Regions from separate parts of the Mus musculus genome. Here all the other regions are linked to region 1. Evidence: chromatin contacts called from public promoter capture Hi-C data. All regions are on one chromosome and are shown on one strand. The core of a region is the stretch at or near the end of the contact, and the rest is flanking DNA. Distances in the headings are between cores, read along the strand shown.

The links. Promoter capture Hi-C pulls out the DNA fragments that hold promoters and counts their contacts.
Region 2: a promoter capture Hi-C map of pre-B cells shows a contact between it and region 1, with 2.6 times the contacts expected there. The contact joins the promoter of Dstn here to the promoter of Nxt1 in region 1. A contact is called at or near these places in 2 of 39 promoter capture datasets (cranial neural crest and pre-B cells) and 1 of 484 Hi-C or Micro-C datasets (CD4 T cells).
Region 3: a contact with region 1 is called in a promoter capture Hi-C map of liver, with 5 times the contacts expected there. The contact joins the promoter of Fam110a here to the promoter of Nxt1 in region 1. A contact is called at or near these places in 4 of 39 promoter capture datasets (cranial neural crest, liver, maxillary cranial neural crest and 1 more) and 1 of 484 Hi-C or Micro-C datasets (regulatory T cells).

Annotation. Positions count from the first base shown.
Region 1 is chr2:148,670,938-148,674,841 of GRCm38.p6, forward strand. It overlaps Nxt1 (NTF2-related export protein 1), which reads left to right and starts at 1,678. Exons shown (of 2, transcript NM_019761.6): 1 at 1,678-1,898.
Region 2 is chr2:143,913,229-143,917,132 of GRCm38.p6, forward strand. Dstn (destrin) reads left to right here and starts at 2,103. Exons shown (of 4, transcript NM_019771.2): 1 at 2,103-2,419. The coding sequence starts at 2,417. It also overlaps a transcript of Bfsp1 not described here.
Region 3 is chr2:151,977,984-151,981,887 of GRCm38.p6, forward strand. It overlaps Fam110a (family with sequence similarity 110, member A), which reads right to left and starts at 2,236. Exons shown (of 2, transcript NM_146127.3): 1 at 2,010-2,236.

The sequences.
Region 1 (3,904 bases), core at 428-2,927:
CTGAAGGTGACAGTCCTAACACTCACTGACGGTCTGGACATGAGATATTATTTATGTCAAGTTGACAAGGGATGGATTGTAGTGGTTATTCCTGGTTGTCAGTTTGGCTATATCTGGAATGAACTACAATCCAGAATTGGAGGACACACCTGTGATCCAGATCTTGAGGCTGGAAGACACAAGTTTCTAACCTGCATCTTGGCATGGAGATTTTGGGGCATAGTGGCCATGAAAAGTTTAGGCTAAACAAGGTAGTACACACCTTTAATGCCAGGAGATTGAGGCAAGGAGAACCCTGACTAATATGGGGGTGGTGGAATGGTGGAGGAGGGGGAGGGGGAGGGGAGAGAAAGAGAGAGAGAGGGGAGGGGAAGGGGAGAGAAAGAGGGAGAGGGGGGAGGGGTGGAGGAGAGGAAGGGGAGAGGGAGAGAGAGAGAGAGAGAGAGAGAGAGAGAGAGAGAGAGATTCTATCCTCTAGAGAACCTTGACGAATACGCTCAACTGTGTCAGTGGCCAGTCCTTTAGAATCAGAGGCATCTCTAATCTCCCAAATTCAAGGGCTACTGAAAGAATAAAGGTCAAGTTCTCCCTCAGGAAAAGTCCTGGGACCTACCACTACTTTATCCCCAGGTTTACTACATATTTTTGTGTAACTACTGCTCCAAAGGCACTTATTCATCCTTGAAACTCAGACTCCAACTTAATTCTTTCAATAATGAAAACTTTTCACTCACTTAACTCCAGTGGGAAGTGACCTATATTGAACAGCCATTCTCGTTTCTTAAATCTAAAAACAAATGTTCCCTTAGTAACATGAGCAAAAGGAGCCGAGAGGTTGGTAACAAAATACAGATTAAAGTACTTAATTGAACAAAGCCACTTACAAACAGCTCTCCTAGCCGGGCAGATGAAGCAAAGAATCAGGTCTCAGCAAAGTTAGCTCTTTGGGTTTTGATACACGAAGCAGTTTCCCAATTTCCCACGCGAAATGGCTCCATTTCTATGCTAGGTATCTAGACAGCTCCAGATTAAAACAAATTCAGTGTCTTAAATGAGGTGGTACTGCGCCGCAGCTGGAGCCAGCAGGAAACTCAATTTGCACTGCATAGAAAGTCAACTACCATTGTCCCCTTGCCCGCCTCTTCGACCTCAGTTCTCACTAGACTAAAATTTGTTCTCTTATAAGTTCATCTGCTTGTCAACTCTAAGTAGCTTCACCTTAGGAAGGGTGCGCTCAGCTAAGATATTTGACCATATTTGACCACAAGGACTTCCACAGACTCTCAGATTTAGCCTTCCACCGGGTTCCTACACTACGGGTGTCTATGTGCTGGGTTCAGTCCAGAGCCTTATTGAAGCCATGCTGTTGTCTCCCTAGTTAGCATCAACCAGTGAAGCTCCACGTTGAAGCTTCACGAGTCTCCACAAGATATCATCCCAACACACACAGAAGAAGGGAGCCAGATCTAGCAAAGACAGATATCTCTTATTAACCAAGCCTTCCACAGCTAAGCGCGTTGACTCCACCCTCTCCACAACATCCAATCAGAGCTCCCTCAACCGGATCTTCTAGGATAGTGCCTAACCCGGAACCTACACTGTCTTTGCCGCCACACCTGGGCGGAGCCAAGTTTTCTACTGGCTCGCGTAGCTGCCCGTCGCGGGGAGGCGGGAGTCGACGGGAACCGGGATGCTAGCGCCTGCGCACATTGCAGCTTGCGGCGCGCGGGAAGCCACTACCGGCGCTTAACCGTTCCTCGCCTCCTGGACGTCGGCTTCTCAGGCGGAGCCTCTGGGAGGAAGAGGAGAACAGGAGAGAAACTCTTCTGGCCCGGGACCGCGACCGGGGCGGAACCCGGGACCGAGTCGCCTTGGCGGCGCTGACCGAGATCGAGCAGGTAAGTGAGCGCTCCTGCCTGGCCGTCTGGCAACGCCGCGGCACCAGGGACCTCTTCCCTTTTCTTAGGCTCAATAAGACATGGATGTTGTCCTTTCCTCCACGTGGTGTCTCTGCAACCTGGCATCAGGCTTTTTTATGTGCAGAACCGTGGCGGTGAGTTTGCCATACCCGGAGGAGAGCAGCAGTTTGGGGCCGGGGGATGTAAGAAGCGACTCCCAGCTGGAAATGAGGCCCGGGGCACGGCTGCCGTTTCTGAGGTCCAACTCCAGGAAACTACAGTATGAACCATGGGAGTGGAGCATCTTTCTGACTCTCACTCTACTATGTTTCGGTCGTACTGCTCTCTCCTTAAGAGAGAAAGATGACCGGGTTCTGTGGGTAGCTGAGGACCAGAAATAGGGGTGATCATCTTTGGGGGCGTGACCAATGTTAGGGCGAAGCATTGTGGCCTAAAGAAGTGGGGATGAGGTGGTTGGACAGAGAAATATGGTTACCTTGGAGAACATTGTTAAGCCAGCATCCCTAGAGCTGTTTTCATATAGAACTGCTTTCAAAAAAATCCTGGAACTTAGTAAGCATAGCTCTGACTCCCTTGCTTCCGTAGAATGAAGCAAGTAAGTTTGTAACTCTTTTTGTAAAGTTGTTACAGTGACTTGTGCAATGATGATTGAGGGAATGTACCTAAACTACTAAGCAAACAGCACTTCAGATTGATTGTTGAGTCGGAGGACCTTGGTGAGAGAGTGGCAAGAGCAGTATCAAGCTGGCTCCGAATTCATCTATAGGGCCAGCTTCCTCCTTGCTCTGTGTGGAATCCATCGTTCATAAACTGATAAGCTTAAAAAAATGAAACCGGGCATGGTGGCGCACGCCTTGAATCCCAGCACTTGGGAGGCAGAGGCAGGCGGATTTCTGAGTTCGAGGCCAGCCTGGTCTACAAAGTGAGTTCCGGGACAGCCAGGGCTACACAGAGAAACCCTGTCTCGAAAAACCAAAAAAAAAAAAATGTTGGCCCAGGCATGGTCGTGCACACCTTTATTCCCAGCACAAAAGGCAGAGGCGGATGTCATGAGTTCAAAGCCAGTGTGGTCTACATAGAAGTGGCAGAAATACATAGAGAGAACGTGTCTCAATAAAATAATAAAGGCTCTTGAAATGAAAAAGCATGTGTTCACAGCTTAAAGTTTTAAGCTTACTCTGTAGAGACCCTGTTTCTGGAAATTGGCAAATAATATAAATTACTTGTGTCCTATTTTCAGTAATATTGATCAGTACTAGGTTCTTTTAAGTGGAAATAGTTAACCATAGAAAAAATTAGCAGCCATTCCTGTTGTAAAAAGAAAAGCCATGCTGCTTATGTGATGGAACTTTAATGTTTTAAGGAACTGTGATCTTCCGGAATCTCCCTGAGACTGTTTGAATGCTAGAGCCTTTCTGCTATGGTGTCATGGCCCTGCTGGTCTTAAATGGTGGCCATTAATGCTGAAGACATAAATTCTAGTTAGTCTTGGGTTTACTTGTTATGGGCATTGTAACCACTGTCCTCCACTCTCCTGAGAAATATGCCATTCCCTGCATCTTCTGGGTCCTTGTTGGATTATTTCATGGTAGTCTTTTCCCATACAGGCACCTGCTCTCCTTTGTTGGGTCAGTAACCACTCACTTCTACAGCGGGAGACACAGGTTTTACTAAGATGAGCCACACCCTGGTTGCCTAGGGGCAGTCACACCTATCCACGCTTTTAGGAAAGCAGACTTCAGGTATCAAATGTACTTTAATAATTATAAATGGATTTTAAAACCCATTGTAAGGTGAACATATTGGACTTTTTTTTTTGACCAAGCTTACTATTTAGCCCAGACTGGTCTACAATTCCTGTCTCAGATTCTCCAGTGTGCTCCACCACTCCTGACTTAAAGTCCCTAACTCAGTGCTGGATGTGGTGGTGCACTGTCTAGTTTAATTTTCTGTTCCTTTTTTTTCTTTTTTCTCTCTCTCGAGGA
Region 2 (3,904 bases), core at 853-3,352, 4.8 Mb before region 1:
CAGAACCATTTCTTTATTCATACACTGCGATCTTCTCCCACTCTTGTAAGCTCTGACCTGACAACCTAGGTTAGCTTAAAGACCGACTTTCAAATAGTATTACATCACATTGGGAATTAGGTTTCAACATTTGGTCAATATAGCATTTTATTAAAATTTGATCCTTCTCAGAATGAGAAGAATAAAAATAGCTAGAGCAACTGGGGGTAAATGTGGGGGTTAAAGTTCGGTGGGAGTTCATTTGAGGTTACGGTGAGCAGATACATTAATTTGTCTGACAAATCCTAAACCATCTTCAGATACTGGCTCACTTAGGAAAACATTTATTAAACATGTAGCACATTGATGGGCTGGGCCCCTTCATGTAGAACGCACCCCAAATTTCTGTCTTTCTGGGACTCCCAGTTTGATCTGGGAACAGTGGCAAATATATTAAAAAAAAAAACAGTTCATAGCCACAAAACATCCATGAAAGCCCAAGAAAGGTGTCCCCTCCCCGTTCCCTGATTTCCATGAAGTTAATGATTATGGAAAGACATAAAACGGATTCGCTGGAAATATGTCAAAAAAAAAAAAAATCCAGGCTGGCAGGTGATAGGAACACAGTTACTGGGCAAATCCATAAGGAGAGGGAGTGAGGCTAGAGGCAGAGGAGCCAGAGAGACTTGCTTAAGATTCTGGAAGAAGCTGGGTGGTGGCGGCGCACGCCTTTAATCCCAGCTCTTGGGAGGCGGATTTCTGAGTTCGAGGCCAGCCTGGTCTACAAAGTGAGTTCCAGGACAAAAAAAAAAAAAAAAAAAAAAAAAAAAATCTGGAAGAAGGCACAGAAAATTTTATGCAGTAAACAGCATTCTTGTATTTGGACAGGATTGTGGAGGACGAAACACCAATGATAGGTTGAACCGTCCTTAAATGAAGTCTCATTTAGTGGGGTCAGAGTCCTGAGCAGAAAAAAACAAAAAACCAACCCCAAAAAAAAACAAAAATAAGCCAGAAGGGTTCGGGCTGCAGCTGGATGTAGGTTCTTTCTCTTCAGTGTGATTACCAATTATTAATACCAAAGACTTGTTAAAAGGGCAAACTCTTAGGTTACATTCTAGGTGCACGGAGCCAGAACTAAGAAATCTTTGAGCAAACTCTCCAGGTGATTCTGACGCCACTGCCGTAGCCTGCCAAACACCCCGTGGCAATGCAGTAAGGGATTAGAATTGCCACGACTTGCCTTTAATCTTAAGAAAGAAACAAAACCCTTAAAACTAATGGGAACCGCGGTTTGCTACCTAGGGTAGATTTTTTTTATATAGCGCCCAGAAAACAGAAACAAAGAAAAACAACGATCATGTTGCCCAAAAGCCTTCTTAGATAATTAAGACTTTTTTTATAGAGATCCTGATGTTCTCGTTGCCTAAATTCAGTTCAAAAGTGAGGTGATCATCCCACGTCTTACGAGTTCCTTTTATTCGCTACAAAAACACCCGGAGAAAACAAGGCTAGGATTGCGGGTGGCCCTGTGGAAGCAGTATTTCCGTGCAACCGCCCTTTAGGAAAACACAATTCCCCAATGAGAAACCCCCAAGCGCAGCGGCGGGGCCCGGCCCACAGTCCCGGGCCACGCGGCGTCCCCCACGCACCCCCCGCGGGCCACTGGGCCTCCTCCCAGCCCGCTCAGAAGATAAACAAATCACTCCTGTTTTCCAGTCCTGGAATAAGCGCTGACTCACACAGCACTTTGATCAGCCACGGTCGCCTCAGGAAGGAGGAAAACTGTGCAGATTTTTCCCTCTCACGCGACGGCCCGAAGTGCCGCGCTGACCAATCAGGACTGGGTGGTGGGAACAGCACCAAAGTAGGTAAAAAAATGCGGGTCGCGGTCCCTGAGAGCCGTTTTGAGAGTTCTCGTCGCCAAGCAGAGCACCCGCCCACCGGCATTCGCCCCGCCCACTCCGCGCCGGGGCCCCGCCCCTAGCGGCGCGCACACCTGGCCAGGTGGCGACTTCCATGTATGGGCAAAGGCCGCGCGGTAGGCGGGGCATCGCGTGGTCCCGCCTCCAGGGCAGGGCCAGATTCCCCGGAGCGTCCTGTGTCCACCCTTCACGGAGCAGCAGCCCGGGCGCTCCTCTGGGCGGGGAACCCATGCACTCCCCTTAACTGGAGAGGGGTTTCCAGTTGTCTGGAGACTATTGGGACTCCTGGGTGGGGCCTGTCTGGGGAGGCCGGCCTGTTGCGTAGCAACGGTGGGCGGAGCGAGGGGCGCGCGCAGCCGCAGTCTGGCTGGAACTCGTGCCCGCCCTTAATAAGCTCGAGCTGCCGCGTCCGCCCTGCGCCTGCTCTCCTGCTTTTGCTACCCGGAGGACGAAGGTGCACAGACTTTGCCGTCAGGCTCCTAGCTCTCCTCCCGAAGTCCGCCCCAGCGAACATGGTGAGTGATCCTCGGGCGTGTGCTAAGGGAGGGGTCGGTTCCAAGGCAGCTCCTGGGCGGCATCATGCCCACCGTTCCAGGCCGCCGCCCGGGATCCCCTTCGGCCCGGCCTCGCTGCCTTCGATCCCGAAGTCGGTAGATCCCCGGGATGGGCGGCCGAACCTGAGACCATCCGTGTGGGCGCGGTTTTCTCCAAGGCCAGCTTGGTGACCCGTGAGCTTTTCCAGCCCTTTTTACTGAGAAGGAAAAGGATTTTATTGAACACTCTAGAGGGCGGAGTAATTGCTAGTGAGCGTGATTAAGAACCGGGTGGCCTTGCCGTGGCTTTGTTTGTCGTATCTGGCAATCAGCTTCAGTGGCACTCTCGTTGGGCTTGTCAAGCTTGGCAGTGGCTCTTTTAACCCTTCCCTGCCGGGTCCATTCATCCATGCTAGAAATTTGCCTTTACCTGAGAACAAGGCTTTACCACAACTTTGGGTGCAAGTCCTGGACATGATGTTGTTGCTTTTCAGATGCAAATTTAAAAACTTTCAGAAAGCCCGTATAATTACTCCAGCCCTTTAAAAAGAGAAACATTCGTTGTATTGAGATGGTAGAGATTTTGCTTAATTTACAAACTTCTCTACCTCCAAAGTGTTACTCAAATCGGTTGTAAAACAGTATCTCAACTGGGCGATCAGGTGGAACATTTTGTCACTGTAGTCTGCACAATGTTACCATTTTTGGTCAATGATTTGCTGGCAAGGCCTTGCCTCACTGCTAGAAATACTATCCTGTTGCTACATCTGTGCGCCGGGAAACAGTTGGTACCCACTTATCTGTCTACAGAGTGTTTTCACTGAATAACAACTTTGGTTTTTTCTTAGGATATAGCAACTGGCTTGCAGGTGCAGGCTGGCTCATTAGATTAAATGGATAGTTTTCTTGAAAACGGACCATGCTTAGCTGTGCCTTGATATTAAGTCATGTTTGGGTTTAATGCTATGAGCTACAAATATTTCAGACCTTGAAGTCTGTTGAACCTCAGCAAGATTTTAAGTGTATGTATATGTTGATTTATAGTAAAGACTAAATCCAAAGGTTTTGAGTGCTGATAAACTTTTAAATTTGAGCACTCAGTGTAATAAAGTGAACTGGTGTCTGCTCTCCAGTCTTCTTTTAGTTGAGAATGCAAAAGTATTTAAAACAGGGCCAAACATTCTAAACGTAAAAGCTTGGCTTTAAAGCTTAATTTTTTGTTCGGTGTACATTCAAATAAAATGAAAATAGAGTCTGTTGGATTTCCTGGTACTTGGGGGAGACAAAAATAAAAACTAAAGGTGGGTTCATTCTTACATCCAAGTACTGATATATTTATTATGGTCTGAGGACTTGGGTACGGGAGTGCCACGGTGCTTTGAGGAGCCAGTTTTCCTTTCACTGTGGGTTCTGGGAATTGAACTTAGGTTGTCAGACTTGCCTGGCAAGTACTTTCACCTGCTGAGC
Region 3 (3,904 bases), core at 986-3,485, 3.3 Mb after region 1:
AGGATGCCTAGGACAGTGAACTCCTGCGTGAACCACTCCAGCACACACTCTCCACTTAACTCAAACTCTGGGGACTCAGTTTGCACCCTGACAAAAATGGGAACAAAGGCAGACTTGCAGTGAAGGAGGAAGAGAAGGAGAGAGGAGAGACAGAAAGACTAACAAGCAAGGCCTTAGGGAAGGGCCTGCCTGACCCAGGATAGGAAGGTGAGGCTTGAATTAGGCCTGTGGCCACACCCACTTCCTGTCCTGCCTAGGCCTGAACTCCACATGCAGTGTTTTACCCCAGCTCAGAAATGTGAAGAAACTTGCCCAAACTCACACAGCCAATGACAAACCCCAGGCAGGGCAGTGACCTCATAACTTTCTGTAGATGTAATCACTATGTCTGTGTCTTCTCAATTAGTTGGCCCACAGTCAGGGTTCAGGATTGCAAAGCGCATCATGCTATGTGTGTAATTCTCACCCAGACCCTTTGCTAGTCATCTATGTTCCTCTTGGTGCCACAAAAGTATCTAAGGAGTTTCGGATTATTTCCCATCAGTCCTTACTGAGGGCCATTCTGCGTCTGTCCAGTTCTTGCTTGCTGCAAATCACTGAAGCACGGAGGCACCTGTCATTTTGCCTAAAGTGAGGTAGCTGGAGGAGAGAGTGTGTGTGTGTGTGCTCATAACAATGCCTATGCTGGCTCTGCTGGCCAGAGTCCACCTGAGTGACACCACCCTATCCTGCTCCACCCCCAGCACAATACACAGCAAATGGCCAACAGATGTTGGCTTTGATCATCTTGATTCTGCAAGTTTCGGCCACCCTGACATTTTTGTGCCTGTGCTAAGCATCTCATTTGCCCGACACATTCCACTGGGGAAGATAATAAACTGCTTAATAAGACACCTCACGCATAATATGGAACAGACGCTACTGAGAAAAACAGGACACTCGGGGAGAGATCAGGCTACAGGAAGCTAGACGACGTGGAAAGAAATGAGGCAGTGGTGTAACTCATCTAGTAGATTGCTCTCTTAGCACAAACCAAGCCCTGGGTTCTATCCCGAAAATGGCACAGAACTGGTGTGCCAGTGGCACATGCTTGTCATCCGAGGAGGCAGATTTAGGAAGACGGAGAGTTCAAGACCAGCCTGGTCATACATAGTAAGATTGAGGCCAGCTTGGGCCATACAAGAGTTGGAGTAGGGAGCATGACACAAAGACAGATGGACAAGCACAGCTCCCCCAGAGCCAGAATGAGGCTCAGAGGAAGAGTAGTTCCCTTCATAAGAGATCCTCCATCGAGTCGGTGATTCCCTGTGTCAAGGACTGAAGACTTCTGCATAGTTAAGTCTGTGCCTTTGAGCAACAGCCTCAACTTCACAGAACCTCAGATTCCCCACCTACGAAACGAGATCAACAACAGGGGGGTAGGTAAGAGTCCAGCCTAAATTAGATGCTCTACTTGGGAGGGTCTGACCCTGCACCCAACTCTCAAGTCCAGTTCCAGCAACTCTGGCTTAGAGGTACCACACACACACACACACACACACACACACATCCACATGACTTCCAAGGCCTTTGGATCCGCAGTCCTAGGGACTCAACCCTGCCCTGCAGTCCTAGGGACTCAACCCAGGGAGGCCCTCTGAGAGGGCAGCACTGGGAACTGGGACTCTGTAGAACCCTGTAAGGCAGAAAAGTTGCGAATGGGGAGGGAATGGTATATGTCCTGAAGGGGAACTCCAAGGGCCGGTAGGGCACGGGTAGCCTAGCCCTGGGATCCCCTGAGCCACGTCTTCCCAATAAGCCCCTTAAAGAGTAACCCGCGGGGTTCCTCTGATCGGCCAGGAGCGGGAACTGCAGAGTGGGAAAGGGAAACAGCCTGGATCCTTTGCTGGCCCCCTGGGCTGGACACTAGACACGAACTCTCCTCTGTCGACCCCCTGTACTGAGACTCTTGCCCGGGTTAATGCGTGGGCACTGCCCCGGGACCCTCCGCCTCCTACCCCCATGCTCACCTGCAGCCCACGTCCAGAGGAATCCCGCTCCTCGCCGGCTGCCGAGGCTGACAGCTGGTGGTCCCTGCAGACCTGAGAAGGCTACTACGTGTGAAGACCGGCGAGCTCTTCCGAGTGGGACGCCCTGGCTGTCCCACGATTCCCTCCGGGAGAACGTCCCTGGGGCCCCAGAGGAAAGGGAAGTGAGCCCGCCGTCCCCGTTGCTGCAATGGTTCGCCCCGGACTTCCTGATTGGCCCGTCGCTTCCGTTCGAACGGCGCGCCACCCGGGTTGCCAGGCAACATCAGGAGCCGCAGATGCAGCAGGGCGACTGCTGCCCGGAGCCCAGCTGGCCGCTTGGCCTTCCGGCTGCCCAGGCCTTGGCAGACCTTTCTTCTCTTCCAGCTGGACTTCCTCGGTCTCCAGCTGCAAGAGTTACTAGTCCCAAATTTGTTTGCTTGGTTTTGCACAGGCACTAGTACCAATATTTTTGGGGTTTTGAGGCAGGGCCTTCACACATAACTAGCCTAGCCCAGGCTGGCCACAACCTCCTTAGTACTAGGATTATAGGTCTATGCCATACCTAGCTTTCTCTCCCTTCACTTTTTTCTTTGGAGGCAGGGTCTCACCAAGTTGCCCAGGCTGACTCGGAATTCATGCGTTTTGCCCAAGTAGTCCTCACACTTGCTGCCTGACTTAAGTCTCCCCATGAGTTGGTACTAAGTGACCACCCCCCAAACTAGGCCCTACTTCCAACTCAGCAGCTACCTCTCTGTGTGTTTACCCACAATCCTCTCTCCCTCTCTGTTCCCCTAACCTGAAATGGCAAGTCAATCCTCAAACGGGCACACCCGTAGCTCCCACTGTGCTTATCAAAACCAGATCAATTATAGACGTCGATCCTGGGAAAGAAGCTGAATCGAGCTTTCTACATAATTCTTGTCAGGACTCATGACCCAGCTCTGAGGTACCTACCTTCAACGCCGCTTTCCAGCTGGGAATACCATGCATTAACTTACAACGATTAGATTAAACGACATTTAAGAACAATGGGAGAATGCTAAGGAAGTGTCATGTTTTAAGCATACTTCAAAACTCTCTGTACAGCATAGATAGATATTAAATACATAACCATACTATTTAAATAAACATAGCCTATTTACAATAACAAACAGCAACTAATTCCTTTACACTTAAAAGATAATACTTTTATTCATTCATTGAGAATTTAATACATAAACACAGTGTATTTTAGTCGTATTTACCGCACTCTCTCCCCTTAACTCCTCCTACACCCACCCTCTCTTCCTCCTGTTTTTGTTTTTTTAAAAGGCACCAAGTCTAATCTGCTGCAACCCTTTAAAAAACTGACTTTCCTTCCCCCAGAAACATTCAGCTATAACTAACTAGCTCCTCCAGTGGGGGCTCATAGCCTCTCCCCTCTCTGTACTGAAATGTTAACTGGCTTGATCATGTACAGACAACCACAGCTGCTGTGGTTTGCCGGCGCAGTGGCCCTGAAGTGCCCACAAGAGTCTGTTTTACTCTGGTCCTCTCTGACCTCTGGCTCTTACAGTCTTTCCGTCCTGATTTGATACATATTTCACACCGGTGGCAGAGCCCTCCACAGACTCTTATTCCCAGCCCCTCGACCAGTTGTGCTGTCCATGGCACAGAAAACCTTCTCTGATGGCGTCTGTAAGCTGCATTAGTTTTATGGATATAGAGTGAATTTAGAAGGCAGTTTGATAGTGTGACCATTTAGCAAATAATAGCAGTAGGTTCACCCTGGGACCAGTAGGCTCCCTAACCATGGGTTCTTGGCCAGATTTGCAATACCAGACATGCACATCCTCCTGTGGAACAAGCTGTAAGTCCAACCAAAACGCTGTTGGCTACCACGAAAGCATTTGTGC